Linked DNA regions of Sus scrofa: all the other regions are linked to region 4. The links are chromatin contacts, called in public Hi-C, HiChIP or PLAC-seq and promoter capture Hi-C maps. All regions are on one chromosome and are shown on one strand. The core of a region is the stretch at or near the end of the contact, and the rest is flanking DNA. Distances in the headings are between cores, read along the strand shown. Region 1 holds the start of SLBP (stem-loop binding protein). Region 2 overlaps FAM53A (protein FAM53A). Region 3 holds the start of FAM53A (protein FAM53A). Region 4 holds the start of UVSSA (UV-stimulated scaffold protein A).

Region 1 (2,843 bases), core at 254-2,753, 240 kb before region 4:
CAGAATGAGAGGAAAAAGGAGGCAGACTCTAGGGATCTTCTGATTCCTAGCTGGGGGGCTGGGGTCTCAAAAAGTCCACTTCCCCGGCACCCTTGTTGAAGGGTCTGGGGGATTGGGAGGGGTCAACACGCGGGGCCCTATGTTGGGGAGGATGCCAGCGGCCCGAGGTGTTGGGGCCTCCAGCCTGTGCTCTCTGCTGTGTCCGCTGGGGTGCCTGGGTGGCCGAGAGAGTGGCTTGGGCCGGGAGTTCCTCAACAGCGTGTGCCTCCTGCTCCCTTATGTTCTCTCTCCTCTTTTTAGGGCTACACCCGCGGCATAGGGAGGGTCCTAGGCTCGGGGTCGAATCAGCCTCAGCCACTGGCCTACGCCGCAGCCGCAGCCGCGCCAGATCCAAGTCGCGTCTGCGGCCGCCGCCACTGCTCACAGCAACGCGTGAGGCCAGGAATCGAACCTGCGTCCGCAGGGATCCTCGTCAGATGTGTTTCCGCTGAGCCAAGAAGGGAACTCCTCCTTTATATTCTTGCCGGACCCTGAACTTTTGTAGAAAATGGTACAGTACAACCCGTTACAAACAAAAGCAAGAGAGGTGGAAGTTCCCTTGTGGCGCAGCGGGTTGAGATCTGGCCTTGCCGCAGCCTTGGCACAGGCAGCAACCGCGGCTCTGGTTCGATGCCTGGCCCGGGAACCTGACAGGCCGAAGGGGAAAAGCGCCGCAGGTGCACTCGAGTTTTCTGCATCCCCAGTGTCTCTTATTTCTCGCTGCGCTGGGGTCCTCCTTCCCTCCTCTTGCGCCCAGCATCAGCCCTTAGGGCGGGGAGCGCTCCCGGAGCCTGAGCGGGGGCCCGCGGGGAGCGCTGCCGGAGGCGGCGGACGTGAGCTGTGCTGAGCGGCGAGGACTGACGGAGGCTCGCGGCGCCAGGCTCCCGGGGCGGCGAGCGAGTTACCACAGAGCGCTCGCCCGCGGAAGACCTCGGGCCCGCGCCGCCCCGGCGCCGGCCCTTCCGGGTTCCGGGTTCCCGGTTCCCGCCAGCGCGGGTCCTGCGGTCGCGGCCGGCCGGCCCAGCGGAGGCCGCCCTCTCCGGGCCGACCAATCAGGGGCCGCTCCCCGTCGGGACGGGGCTCTTCGGCGATTCTCGCCGGCCCCTCCCCTCGCCTCGGCGCGCCCGCGCCCGAATCTCCCGCCAATACCCCTCCCCGAGTCCGCGAGGGCGCGGCCAATCGGCGTCCGAGGGTGGCGGCGGCCCGGCCGCCTCCATGGCGGAGGGGACAGCGTTTTTAGGGAACCCCGCTTCGGTCGGCCGGGCGGCGCCCCTCCGCCTCCAGGACGGCAGCGTGCGGCGCTGCGCTCCCGCCTCTCCCGCCCCCGGCGGGACGGCCTGCGGGGCGCGCGGGGCCGGGCGGCTCCCCCCGGCGTAGGCGCGATGGTCTCGCCCGGCTCGGCGCGCGCGGGAGCCCGGGGGGCGGGGCGGCGGCCGATAAAGGCGGTTGGGGGCGGGGCGCGCGCAGTCCGTCGGCGCCGCGCGGAGAAGGCAGCGTCGCCGCCGCCGGACCCGAGGACCCGAGGACCCCCGCCCCCGCCCGCCGCGTCGCCATGGCCTGCCGGCCGCGAAGCCCCTCCGGGTGCGGGAGCCGCCGCGACGGCGACGCCAGGTGAGGCCGGGCCGCGCGCTGGGGGCTCCCGGGCGGGGCGCGCGGGCGGGGGGCCCGGGCTGCTCCGTCCTGACGCGGCCTCTCGTCGCCAGCCCGCCGCCCCCCGCGAGATGGAGCCTGGGACGCAAGCGCACGGCCGACGGGAGGCGCCGGAAGCCGGAGGACGCCGAGGGCCCCGCGAGGCCGGCGGGCGGCCGCAGACCCGACAGGTGGGCCCGAGGGCCGCGGGGGGCCGGGCCGGTCCGAGGGTGAGCGCGGGCGGGGCCTCCGCCCCCGACTCGCCGGGGCGCCGGGGGTCGCCCCCCCCGGCTCGCGCGGGCCCGCGGTCGGGGGGCCTGTGAGGTGTCTTGGTGGCGGGTGGCATCGCAAGCCGGGCTCGGGCGCCGAGCCCTGTACGTCCCCGGGGCGGCACCGGGGCGACCCCGTCTCAGACCTTGGCGACGCGGCTGGGCGGGGGGCCTTCAAAGGCGTCGACGCGCAGCGTCTCCGGGGCCCCGCGGGGTCCTGCGCCCGCTGCCTGGCCCGAGAACTGCCCAGGCCGTGGCCGTGGCCGTGGCGGACGGAACGTCAGCGCAGGAACGTTCGGGGTCGGCCCGGAGTCGCGGCAAGTCGCGGGCGGGCTGCAGGCGGAGGGGGAAGCTCGCGTCTGCCCCCGCCGCCCGCCGGCCTCGAGCGTTCGCCCCCCGGTTTACGCAGCGTCTCGCAGGCGGGCAGCCTGCGGTCTGGGGCCGAACAGGACTTGCCTCCTGCCGTGCTCCCCCGGCGTGTGGCAGAGGGGCGAGGAGCCGGGCCGGGGGAGGCCTCTGTCGGGGGACCTTTTGGGGGGACCGGGGTGCCGTGGGAGGGGGTCCTGGCAGCTCCGCAGGCCTGAGGCGAGGCCGCCCTGCAGGGGCAGCTGCTGAGCTGAGGCGAAGCGGGGGTGAGGACGGAGCCGCGGAAGGGCCGAGCCGGGTGCTGCCCGAGACTTTTCAGAACTTCCTGGGGGCGGGGGTTGGTGCAGAGTCCAGCAGCACTGAGCTGCCAGGCCTGAAGCCTCGGCTGGTGGGACCGTTTGCCAAGGTGAAGAGGGGCGGGCGGAGCAGGGCTGCCCTGGGGAAGGAGGTGCTCAGGTTTTAGGAGACTTTTCAGGGAGTTCCCCGTGTGGCGCGGTGGGTTAAGAATCTGACCGCAGCAGCTGCAGAGGCTCGGGTTTG
Region 2 (3,207 bases), core at 308-2,807, 200 kb before region 4:
TTTGGTGCCAGGGCCTAAGGCCACCTTCCGAGACCTCTGGTCCCCTCCAGGGGTCAGTGGGAGGCCGCCTCCCCTGTGACCCGGAGACGCCCTAAGCCTGTGTCTTTTCTGTTGCAGACTTTAAAAAATTCAAAAAGCCTTTGCTCCCTCGACTGTGAAGATGAGGAGGACACCCACGCGAAGGCGGCCACGTCCTCCCGGCGTGACCCCCACAGCCCCCCAGGCAGCGCCCGGCCCGGCCCCGCCAGCCCCACCAGCCCCAGCTTGGGGGCCCCGTGGGAGTGGGCGGCCGGCGAGGCTGGGAGTCGGGGCGACCCCAGGGACTGGGACAGCGCCGGGGAGGAGGGCGAGCTGGACCTGGAGCAGATCGAGAGCAACTGACCGCTGCCCTGGGCCGGGCCGCCGGGCTGGCTGCTCTGGACGTTGCAATTCACGCCGACGCCGTCTTTCCTAGAGAAGCATCTGGCGTTGTTACGGCTCTTGCAGTTCGGAGAAAGCGTCTCTGTTTTGAAACGCCTTTTCGGAAGGGCATTCTTTTCGGGGGAGGTGAGCTCAGCGCCCAGCCTGGGCCTGGGCTCCTGCGTGACGGGCGCCTCGTGGCTTGGCTGCCGGGCCCTCCTCGGACCCGGACGCCCGCGGGCAGAGCCCCCAGCCCGTGCCCCCGACCGGCCTGCTGTTTGGAGCCGGGCCTGTCTCGGGCGGGGTGCTCTTGTGGCTGAGGCCGCGGGGTCCCGGTGGCCCTGCCGTGTCGCTGCAGCAGAAGGCACTGACTTGCTTTGCACGCGCGACCGCTGCACGCTGCTTTCCTGTCCGGGTTCCCCGGCCGAGGCCGGTCCCGGCCGGGGCATGAGATGTCCGGTTTCGTAAGATCGCAGGGCTTCTGCCAAAGATGTAGGTCTGAGGCGCTCTGGATAAGAGGAAGGAGCGCGTGACGTTGAAAGAAAACATTTCCAATCTTTGGAGACATTTTCTTGATTGATTTCCTGAGAACGTTGTAGCTCCGGTCATTTCTGCACGTAGAGCGAAGGTGGGCAAAACTGGGCAGCGGGCGGCCTCTGACCCCCCCCCGCCCTCCGGCCTCCCTTCCGGTGGGGGGGCGGTCTCATGTGCCGGGTGGCCCCTCCTGAGGAGGTCGAGTCCCTTAGGTAAAGTCCAGGGGCACCTGGTCTGGCGTGTTTCCTGGCACAGCTGGAGTGGCTGCCGCGGTTTCTTTTCTGATAAATGCCAGCGTCTTTCTCGAAACCTCGGCTGTAGCCGAGGGCCCGCTGTCCTCAGGGGGCAGAGCAGGCCGCCCTGGCTTCTGCTGGTTCTCCTGGGGAAGGAGCGGGTGGCCCTCTCTGCAGCAGACGGATGCCGAAAGGGACAACAGCCTGCGTGTCTAGCCAGGCTCCCTGCCTCTGCGGCTGGGCCCCTCCGGGGTTCTGGAAGCTGTCCAGGTTTAGCTGAAAGAGGAAAGAACGAAACCAACATGCCGACGCAGCCAGGGTGCAGCAGCGCCACCGTGGGGGCGTGGGGTGTAGCCTAGGAGGACAGCGTGGTGGTGGTGTCTGGCTGGAGAGCCCTCTCAGGACACCTCCCGAGGGAGGGGCTCGAGGGGCGGTGCTGCAGGACCCAGGCTGGGAGGGGACAGCAGTGAGCCCAGCCTCGCCCTCAGACCCGGGTGGCAGGTGGGCGGGGAAGCTCCTCAGGCCCACCCAGCCGGGCAGAGCCTGGCCGGGACCGCAGGCTGCTTGGGAGCCCAGGTGAGAGCCACCCGCCAGCCACATCCTGCCGTCTGGGCTCCAGGGTGGGCCCCTCTTGAGCCCCGCCCACCCCTCCCTGCGGGGTGCCAGGTCACCAGGCTCGGGCTGCGCGGGGTCTGTCTGGGCTGTGGCCGAGTCGTGGTCACAGGGCAGCTGCAGCCAAGGGCCAGAGGACCTGAGCGCCCTGCCCCGGAAGGACCCCCCCGACCCTGCTCGGGACACCCCTGCCGGAGCCCCAGGAAACATCCCCCACCTGGGGCTGAAGCATTTCCCACCCGTCTCCCGAGGACCCCTTCCTGAGCTGCGGACAGGGCGGTCGGGGGTGGGCCCAGGGCAGGCTCGGCGCCCCCACATCCAGCTTCCCTGTCCAGGGTCCCTCGGCCAGAGGCAGGGGTCTCTGTGTGTGAACTTGCTCCCCAAGCCCCTGTCAGGTGCTCCCTGTGGCTCCAGCCCCCACGGTGGCCCCTGGGTCCTGCCTGGCTCCTGCCCGTCCCCATGCCCACACTCCTCCTCCTGGGAGGCCCCTGACGCCCCGCCCCTCCTGCCCATCAGGGGGTGGGGGGGGGTCCCTCTCCGAGTGGCCACGCCCCCTGCTATTCTTGGGCCCTGGGTGGGGGTCCCTGCTGTCCTCTCCCCTCCTCCTCCCCCAGCTGGGTCAGTCCCCCGGCACTCCCACCTCTTGCTCAGGTGTCAGCTCGGGGCCAGGGCAACGTGCATGGCCTGCTGGCCCATCTCTGTCCTGTTGTCCTTCCACCCGCGGTGGCCCTGCAGCCCACGTGGGGTGCTTGGGGGCACAGGCTGGGGGATGGTGGCCGTGTACGCAGACGGGCGGCCATGCCTGGAGTCGTTTCACTGAAGTCATGAGAAGTGCCAGGTCGGGGGCTGGGGGTCTGGTGTGGGTAATGGCCCTGGGGGCAGGTGGGCGACCCTGGAGCATGGGCATGTGGGTGGGAGGGGCCTGCAGAGCAGCTCAGCTCCTGGGGCCCTGGGGCTGGTCCTCAGGCATCAACTCCACAGTCAGTGCCGGCAGGGCTCTGGGTTGGAGCAGACCCTGCCCAGGCAGAGGTGCTGGTGGCTGGACACCTTGGTCCCAGGGGGTGGACAGGGGTCATGCCGGACAGCCCCCCTCCCAGGCCCACTCTGGCTGCCTCCACCAGGCTGCTTTGGGGTCTCCTCTTCCCCTGGACCCTGCCCCCTTCCCTGGGTCGTCCCCCACGCCAGGCCTCCCAGGGCAGGGCCACCAGACAGGTCCGAGAGGGAGGGGGCTGAGGCCGGGAGGAGGCTGGATGGCAGTGCCCTTGGCATCCAGGCTCCCCGTAGCCACCATCCAAGCTGGCTTCTTTTCCCCTTTGCTCCTCCCCAAAGACCCTGCCCCCAGGACTGGCCTCTCTGGGTGGGTGGGTGGGGCTTCCTGGGCCAACCCTGCAGCGCCTGCCCCCCAGGCCCCTCAGTCCGCTGTCTCCCA
Region 3 (2,894 bases), core at 89-2,588, 220 kb before region 4:
TGCAAGGGCACTGCCCGAACCAGGCCCAGCACATGGCGGGACACAGCTGTGGGTGGACTGTTCCTGCAGCTGTGTGGCTCAGGTGAAGGCCCTGGGCTCAAGTGTCTGCGGATGGCTTCTCCATGCACGGCCAGTGAGACCAGGGCACTCCTGAAGGCCCAATTTCAGGCCAGGCCAGGCCCTGGGGCTTAGCGCACTGATGGGCTCAGCAGGTTGCCTGCCTGGCATCAATTCCCCTTTGCAGAGACTGTGCTCCATTTTGGGAGTTGGTAGCAATGTGTCAGGTTAAAGTGCCCCTCCAGGTGCCCTGGCAGCCGGGTATCAGGAAATCTGGGTGATCCGGGAAGACTCAAATGGGCGGAGCTCTGGACCACAGGGTCCTCAGACCTCTCCCAGCCCTGGCCACCCCTCTCACGGTGGTGCTTCTGCCTGCATCCTTTGAATGAACAGGCCCATACAGACAGCCAAGGTCCACACGTGCAGTTTCAGTGCTGCCCCAAGAGGTGGGGTGGCAGGGCGTCCTGCGCTGTGCGGGGCCAGCGAGTCTGGGGCGGTCAGAGGCCAGGGTCCGGGGGTCAGGACCCCAGGTGGCTCCCAGGATGTAAGGCTGGAGGGGGAAGCAGGACCCCTTCCAAGGGCAGTCCCGCTGACCGCCAGCCTCTCGACGTGGAGCCCCCCGCCTCGAGGTCCGGTCACAGCCGCCAGACGAATGAGTGCCCACCCTTCTCTCCTGCCGGGAGCCCTAGATCACGGCTTCTGGGCACCCGCCGTCCTGCTGGTCACACAGGGCGGAATCGCGGGGAGATCCGAGAGGGCGAGAGACCTGCCCAAGGTCACACAGCGGGTCACAGGCAGGGCGGGTGGGCGGCGAGCCAGGGCTCAGGGGGAAGATGCGGGGAGTGCGGTCTCTAAACGGCCGAGCCCCTGGCGGGACCAAGCCCTTCGCGCCAAGCAGCCGCCTGCTCCCCTGCCCGCCGAGCACGCCCTCCCGCCGCCCGGTGAGCTACGTCAAGCCCAGCGCCCGCAGGCGCGCAGGTGGGTGGGGCTTCGACTCGGGGCCGGGGTCTGGGGGAAACGCCCGGACAGCTTGGCGCACGCGCTGTGCGCCCGCTCGCCTCGGAGACGCGCTCTGGTGTGCGCGGAACCCGCCCCGTTGGCTCAAGCCCCGCCCTCCTGGCCCGCCCGTTCGCCCACAAGGCCCCGCCCCCGGGGCACAGGCCCCGCCTCCCACGCGCCCCGGGCTCCTCAAGGACGGCCGGGGCAGCCCGCTGAAGGGCGGGGCGGCGGCGTGGGGCGGGGCGGCGGCGTGGGGCGGGGCCTGTGTCGAGGGGGCGGGGCGCCGCTCTCAGTCCCGTTCCGCCGGGGTTGAGGCGTGTCGTCCTTTGAGCGAGGAGCGCGGCCAGAGGGCCGGCGGCTCCCAGGCTCCGCCCGCCCTGCTGCGCTCAGGTACTGGGCCCGTAGTGGCCCGCGGGGCGCCGGTCCGTGCGCGCGCGCGCCCGGGGCTGTGCGTGCGCGAGCCGGCGCGGGGCCGCGCGTGAACTTGGCCCAGAAGGTACCCGTCCCTGTCAGCTCGCCAAGCCCGGCCCGCGCGGCCCGATGCTTTTCCACCAGCGTCGGTGCCGAGCGTTTCCGCCGCTGGACCGGGAGAGCGCGGCGGGCGGGGCGCTGAGGGCGCGGGGACTCGAGGGCTCGCCGTCTGGGGTTGGGACCCCCGCCGCGCGCACGACCCCCAGGCCCGCCGAGTCCCGAGCCCCCGCGCCCCCCGCCCCCTGCGCGTCCCAAGAGTCCCGGGCCCCGAGACTCCTGCGCCCCCGCAGCCTCACCCACCCCGGCCTCCTGCGCCCCGAGACCCCCGCCCATCCCGCGCACCCGGGGCCCCGTGCACTGCACGCACCCTTTGCCTCGCCTGGGGCGCGCTGCCACTTGTTGAACCGACTTTGACCTGTCGTCGTTCCTGTGCTGAGAGCAGTTCCTGGGGCTCCTCTGCCTGGCATCTTGCAGCGAGAGAGAAGCAGGAAGTTTGACGTGCTAAGCTGTGCGTTAAGGGAGCTCCGAAGCTGGACCTGCGCGACGCGGGGACCTGTGGAAGGTGATTGGAGGTGGATTCCCGAGCTGCTTTCTCTGCATAGACGTGGAGTCTGGGTCCCTTTAAGACTTTCCCGAGTGGAGGGAGGTGCGCCGGGTGATTGCAGTGTTCACTTTGTTTCTACGTTATGTGCCCTTTTCGGTGGCAGGTCTGACGTGTATTAGTCTTCGTTAAACTGACTCCGTGTTTGCATTTTATCATGGGCCACGTCTGCTTGACTCTAAGCTTCCATAACTTCAAAATACATTTTTTTTTTTTTTCTTTTATGGCTGCCCTCACGGCTTATGGAGATTCCCAGGCTAGGGGGCGAATGGGAGCTACAGCCGCCTGCCTACACCACAGCCACAGCAACGCAGGATCCGAGGCGCGGCTGCGACTTAACACCACAGCTCCCAGCAACACCAGATCCTTGACCCACAGAGCAAGGCCAGGGATCAAACCTGCGTCCTCATGGATACGAGTGGGGTTCGTTAACCACTGAACCATGATGGGAACTCCTCAAAATACTTTTTAAAAAACCCTCAAACTTGATTCATTACTCAGCTGAGTTTACGCTGATTTCTCAGGATTGTTTGCTTGACGTCAAGAATGTGCTTCAGTTTCACAGTAGTTAAGACATTTAACTCGAGCTTATGGATCCTGCTTCCTCTTCCTGTCTCCCAGGCGTGTTGCCCTGGAAGCAGGTGGGGACAAGAGGGCGCAGCCTCGATCCAAATGGTAGAAGGAAACCACCTTCTCCCTGAGGCAGGAAGTTTCTCTTGATTCCGATGTTCTCGAATGTTCCTCCCCAACTGAAACTGAAAAAGCA
Region 4 (2,929 bases), core at 26-2,525:
AGGACTTGTGGAGCCAGCCCGTCACCGTGAAAGGCTGAACCTCAGACGTACTTGCAAATCTTCTTCAGCTCCTTCATCTTCCCAGGACTCAGCTGGGGTTCTCCCGACATCGTGAGCTCTTCCACCAACTTTGAGAGCTGCTGCTCCATGTGTAGAAATGCGGAGCACAGAGGTGCTAAGCAACTACCTGTAGGGGCACGCGGTACTTCAGGGCTCTTGACTTTATTAACGACTGTGTGCTGGGCTCTACTGCATGCTGGGCACTGGGACATGGGTGCAAGGCTGGGTCCTCACGGCCTGGCCTCTGCCAGATGAACCTCCTGGACCATCTCACAGGGGTTGCTGTGTTTCTGTGAAATACCACAATTCAAGGCGAGATGCCAGGCCGGGCCAAGGACTCTGGGGGAGTAATTAAGAAAAGGACAATAACTCTCACGCTGAGCGGGGCAGAGGCTGCAGTCAAGGCTCTGTCCCACCCATCCCGAGTTAAGGGAAGGAACGGAACTGTCTGCGTTACGTTTAAATCAGTTTTCCACACGACTGCCGCGGCGCCTCTTCCCTGCCAACTCTGCTATTCACCCGCAGGCCACAGGCAGCCTCCAGAGAGCAAAGCCAGTGGCTGCGACTTGACCACCGCGCGGGGCGCCGCCCAGAGACCGGTGTCCAGGAGGCCAAGGCGCCCGCGCAGCAGGTGCGCAGGCAGGAAGGGGCCGGGTCGCTCAACGCCCACGGGGGCACGGGTGGCCAGGACGCCTGGGGGGCCGTAGGGCTCAGCTTCATTGGGCGGAAGGAGGGACGGACGGGGCAGGTGTGCCCAGCCTCCCCCGGCGCGCTCGCCAACGGTAACGTGTAGGGTCACGACATGGGCTCAATACACCCGCGGCGGCCGAGGCCAGGGTCCCTCTCTCGAGCACACCCCCAGCACCGCGCGGCCCAAGGACCCGTCGGGCCGACCTGCGGGTGCGTGGGGAGCCCCGGCGGCGGGGAGGCGGGGCCGGGAGCAGCGTCCGGGGAGGGGTGCAGGAGGGGCGTCCCGCGAGAAGGCGCGCCCTCGGACCCCGCCCCGCCGCCCCTTCCCCCTGCCCCTTCCCCCCCCAGCGGCGCGGCGACCTCGGCACCTACCGCGCGACCAGGCCGCTCGCCTCGCCCCGCCCTTCCGGCGAAGGGCCCGCCCCCGTCACGTGCCCCCGATCGCTGCAGTGGTTGGCTCGCTCCGGCCCCGGCGGCGCGAGGGCGAAGGTCGGCGCGGCCAGGACCGCATCGACCGGGCGACGCCGCCGCCGCTGTCACGCTAGCCCGCCCCTTCCGGTGGGGGCCCCGCCCACGCCTGTCACATGACCCCGAGCGACGGCGGGCCCTGACCCGGGAGGCGCGGATGCCGGGTCGCGGCCGAAGTCTGCGCGGTGACGCAGGCGCGCTCCCGGCGGGGGCGGGGCCGCTGGGGAGAGCGACGCGCGAGAAAAAGGAGGCGGGCGGGCGCAGCAAGTCCTTAAAGGGGCCGCGTGCGCGGGCCAAGGGTGGGGCGGGCCTGAGGGGTGCGAACGCGGCCTCCTCCGCGCGACCGCTGGAAGGGTGGCGGTGCTCGGGTCAGCCCCCGCGACAGGGCGTCCGGACGGGCACCGCTCGGAGGGCCCGAATGGGGACAGGGTGGAGGCGGGTGCCCCCAGCCCTCCGCCGAGGGTTGCGACCCTGCTGTCGGCAAAGAGCGTCGGCTGCGCGGCTGTGTTTCCCAGGTCCGAGGGCCGCGCAGGGAGCGGTGTCCGGGGCACCCTTCCAGGCCTGTTTCCCGCCCGCCCGGTGGTCCCACGAAACGGAGGCGGGGGCTCCTCGGCTTGGGCATTTGCTCCTCACGCAGCCGGGGACCCCAAGTGCCAGGTGATGCCCCCGAGCCAGTGGACCGCCGTGGGCCAGCCGCCGGGACATGTGCACCAGGTGTTCTCCCGCCCGCCGCTTCCCGCCTCCCAGCCCCGGGCGCCCGGCCCTCTGTTGGGCTCTGCGCCGCAGCCCAGGGCCTCCACACCGGCCGCGCCCCCGCTCTTGTTTCTGCCTTCCCTTGGCAGGCCCGCTTGGCTCTCAGTGCCCACGGCACCAGCACAGACGGGCGCCAGGGAGCGAGCGAGTTGGGGGTTTTCAGGGCCGGGGAGGGGCAGAGTGGAGCGAAGGCACTGAAGACGGGCACCTCCCGGAAGGTGGACGTCGCGGCCATGGCACAGGCCTTCGTGCAGCGGTGGAGACAGCCCCGTGCCCCTCAGGTGACGGGGCAGAGTGGGCCTGCCTTCAGCCAAAACCGGCTGCAGCACTGGTGCGCTTCAACAGGGGTTCGCCTTCAAAACAGGACACTAGGTGAAAGGAGGCCGTCACAAAGGCCAGATGGAGGGTGAGGCCATTTAGACGGCAATGCTTGCAAAAGGCAAGTCCAAAGCAGACTTGTCACCCGTGTGGGCTGCTGTCGGGGTGAAGGGAAGCAGCTGCTGATGGCCGCAGAGGTTCTTTTTTGGGGTGACAAACATGATCTAGACTTTTTTTTAATGGTTTTTATTTTTTCCATTGTAGCAGGTTTACATGATCTAGACTTTTTTGGCCACTCCCCAGGCATGCTTAAATTCCCAGGCCGGGGATGGAACCTGCACCACAGCAGTGACAATGCTGAGTCTTCACCTGCTGGACCACCAGGGAGCTCCCGTGATCTGGAATTAGAAGTGGTTGCCCATCTCATCACCATACTAAACCTGGCGTTGTACACGTTGAAAGGGTGGCTCTGTGACAGTACATCTCCATGAGCGGCTAAGAAAGAGGAGAGGAGTTCCTGTCATGGTTCCGTGGTTAACGAATCCAACTAGGAACCATGAGGTTGTGGGTTCGACCCCTGGCCTCCCTCCGTGGGTTAAGGATCTGGCATTGCCATGAACTGTGGTGTAGGCCACAGACG

Evidence for each region. Promoter capture Hi-C pulls out the DNA fragments that hold promoters and counts their contacts. A called contact is a pair of places that touch in the nucleus more often than the background predicts. HiChIP or PLAC-seq counts read pairs in DNA pulled down with a chosen protein or histone mark.
Region 1: a promoter capture Hi-C map of fetal liver shows a contact between it and region 4, with 4 times the contacts expected there. The contact joins the promoter of SLBP here to the promoter of UVSSA in region 4. A contact is called at or near these places in 2 of 5 promoter capture datasets (fetal liver and liver) and 1 of 2 datasets of contacts at active chromatin or transcription factors (alveolar macrophages).
Region 2: a contact with region 4 is called in a Hi-C map of retroperitoneal adipose tissue, with 2.4 times the contacts expected there. The contact joins the enhancer-like site here to the promoter of UVSSA in region 4. A contact is called at or near these places in 11 of 47 Hi-C or Micro-C datasets (alveolar macrophages, embryonic fibroblasts, fetal liver and 6 more) and 2 of 2 datasets of contacts at active chromatin or transcription factors (alveolar macrophages and skeletal muscle).
Region 3: an H3K27ac HiChIP or PLAC-seq map of skeletal muscle shows a contact between it and region 4, with 4 times the contacts expected there. The contact joins the promoter of FAM53A here to the promoter of UVSSA in region 4. A contact is called at or near these places in 1 of 47 Hi-C or Micro-C datasets (liver) and 1 of 2 datasets of contacts at active chromatin or transcription factors (skeletal muscle).

Annotation. Positions count from the first base shown.
Region 1 is chr8:816,814-819,656 of Sscrofa11.1, reverse strand. It overlaps SLBP (stem-loop binding protein), which reads left to right and starts at 1,503. Exons shown (of 8, transcript NM_001244857.1): 1 at 1,503-1,650; 2 at 1,743-1,859. The coding sequence starts at 1,592.
Region 2 is chr8:774,836-778,042 of Sscrofa11.1, reverse strand. It overlaps FAM53A (protein FAM53A), which reads left to right. Exons shown (of 6, transcript XM_021100891.1): 6 at 118-962. The coding sequence ends at 381. Among named protein-coding and RNA genes, the nearest start is that of FAM53A, 20 kb to the left of the region's middle. Within about 2 kb of position 1,557, at least 33 of the 83 cell types and tissues checked have an H3K27ac peak or open chromatin away from gene starts, as enhancers often do. A contact at or near this core is called in alveolar macrophages, fetal liver, mesenteric adipose tissue and 3 more, where this site is marked.
Region 3 is chr8:794,827-797,720 of Sscrofa11.1, reverse strand. It overlaps FAM53A (protein FAM53A), which reads left to right and starts at 1,338. Exons shown (of 6, transcript XM_021100891.1): 1 at 1,338-1,446; 2 at 1,970-2,089.
Region 4 is chr8:571,647-574,575 of Sscrofa11.1, reverse strand. UVSSA (UV-stimulated scaffold protein A) reads right to left here and starts at 1,275. Exons shown (of 14, transcript XM_021100878.1): 1 at 1,123-1,275; 2 at 52-187. The coding sequence starts at 149.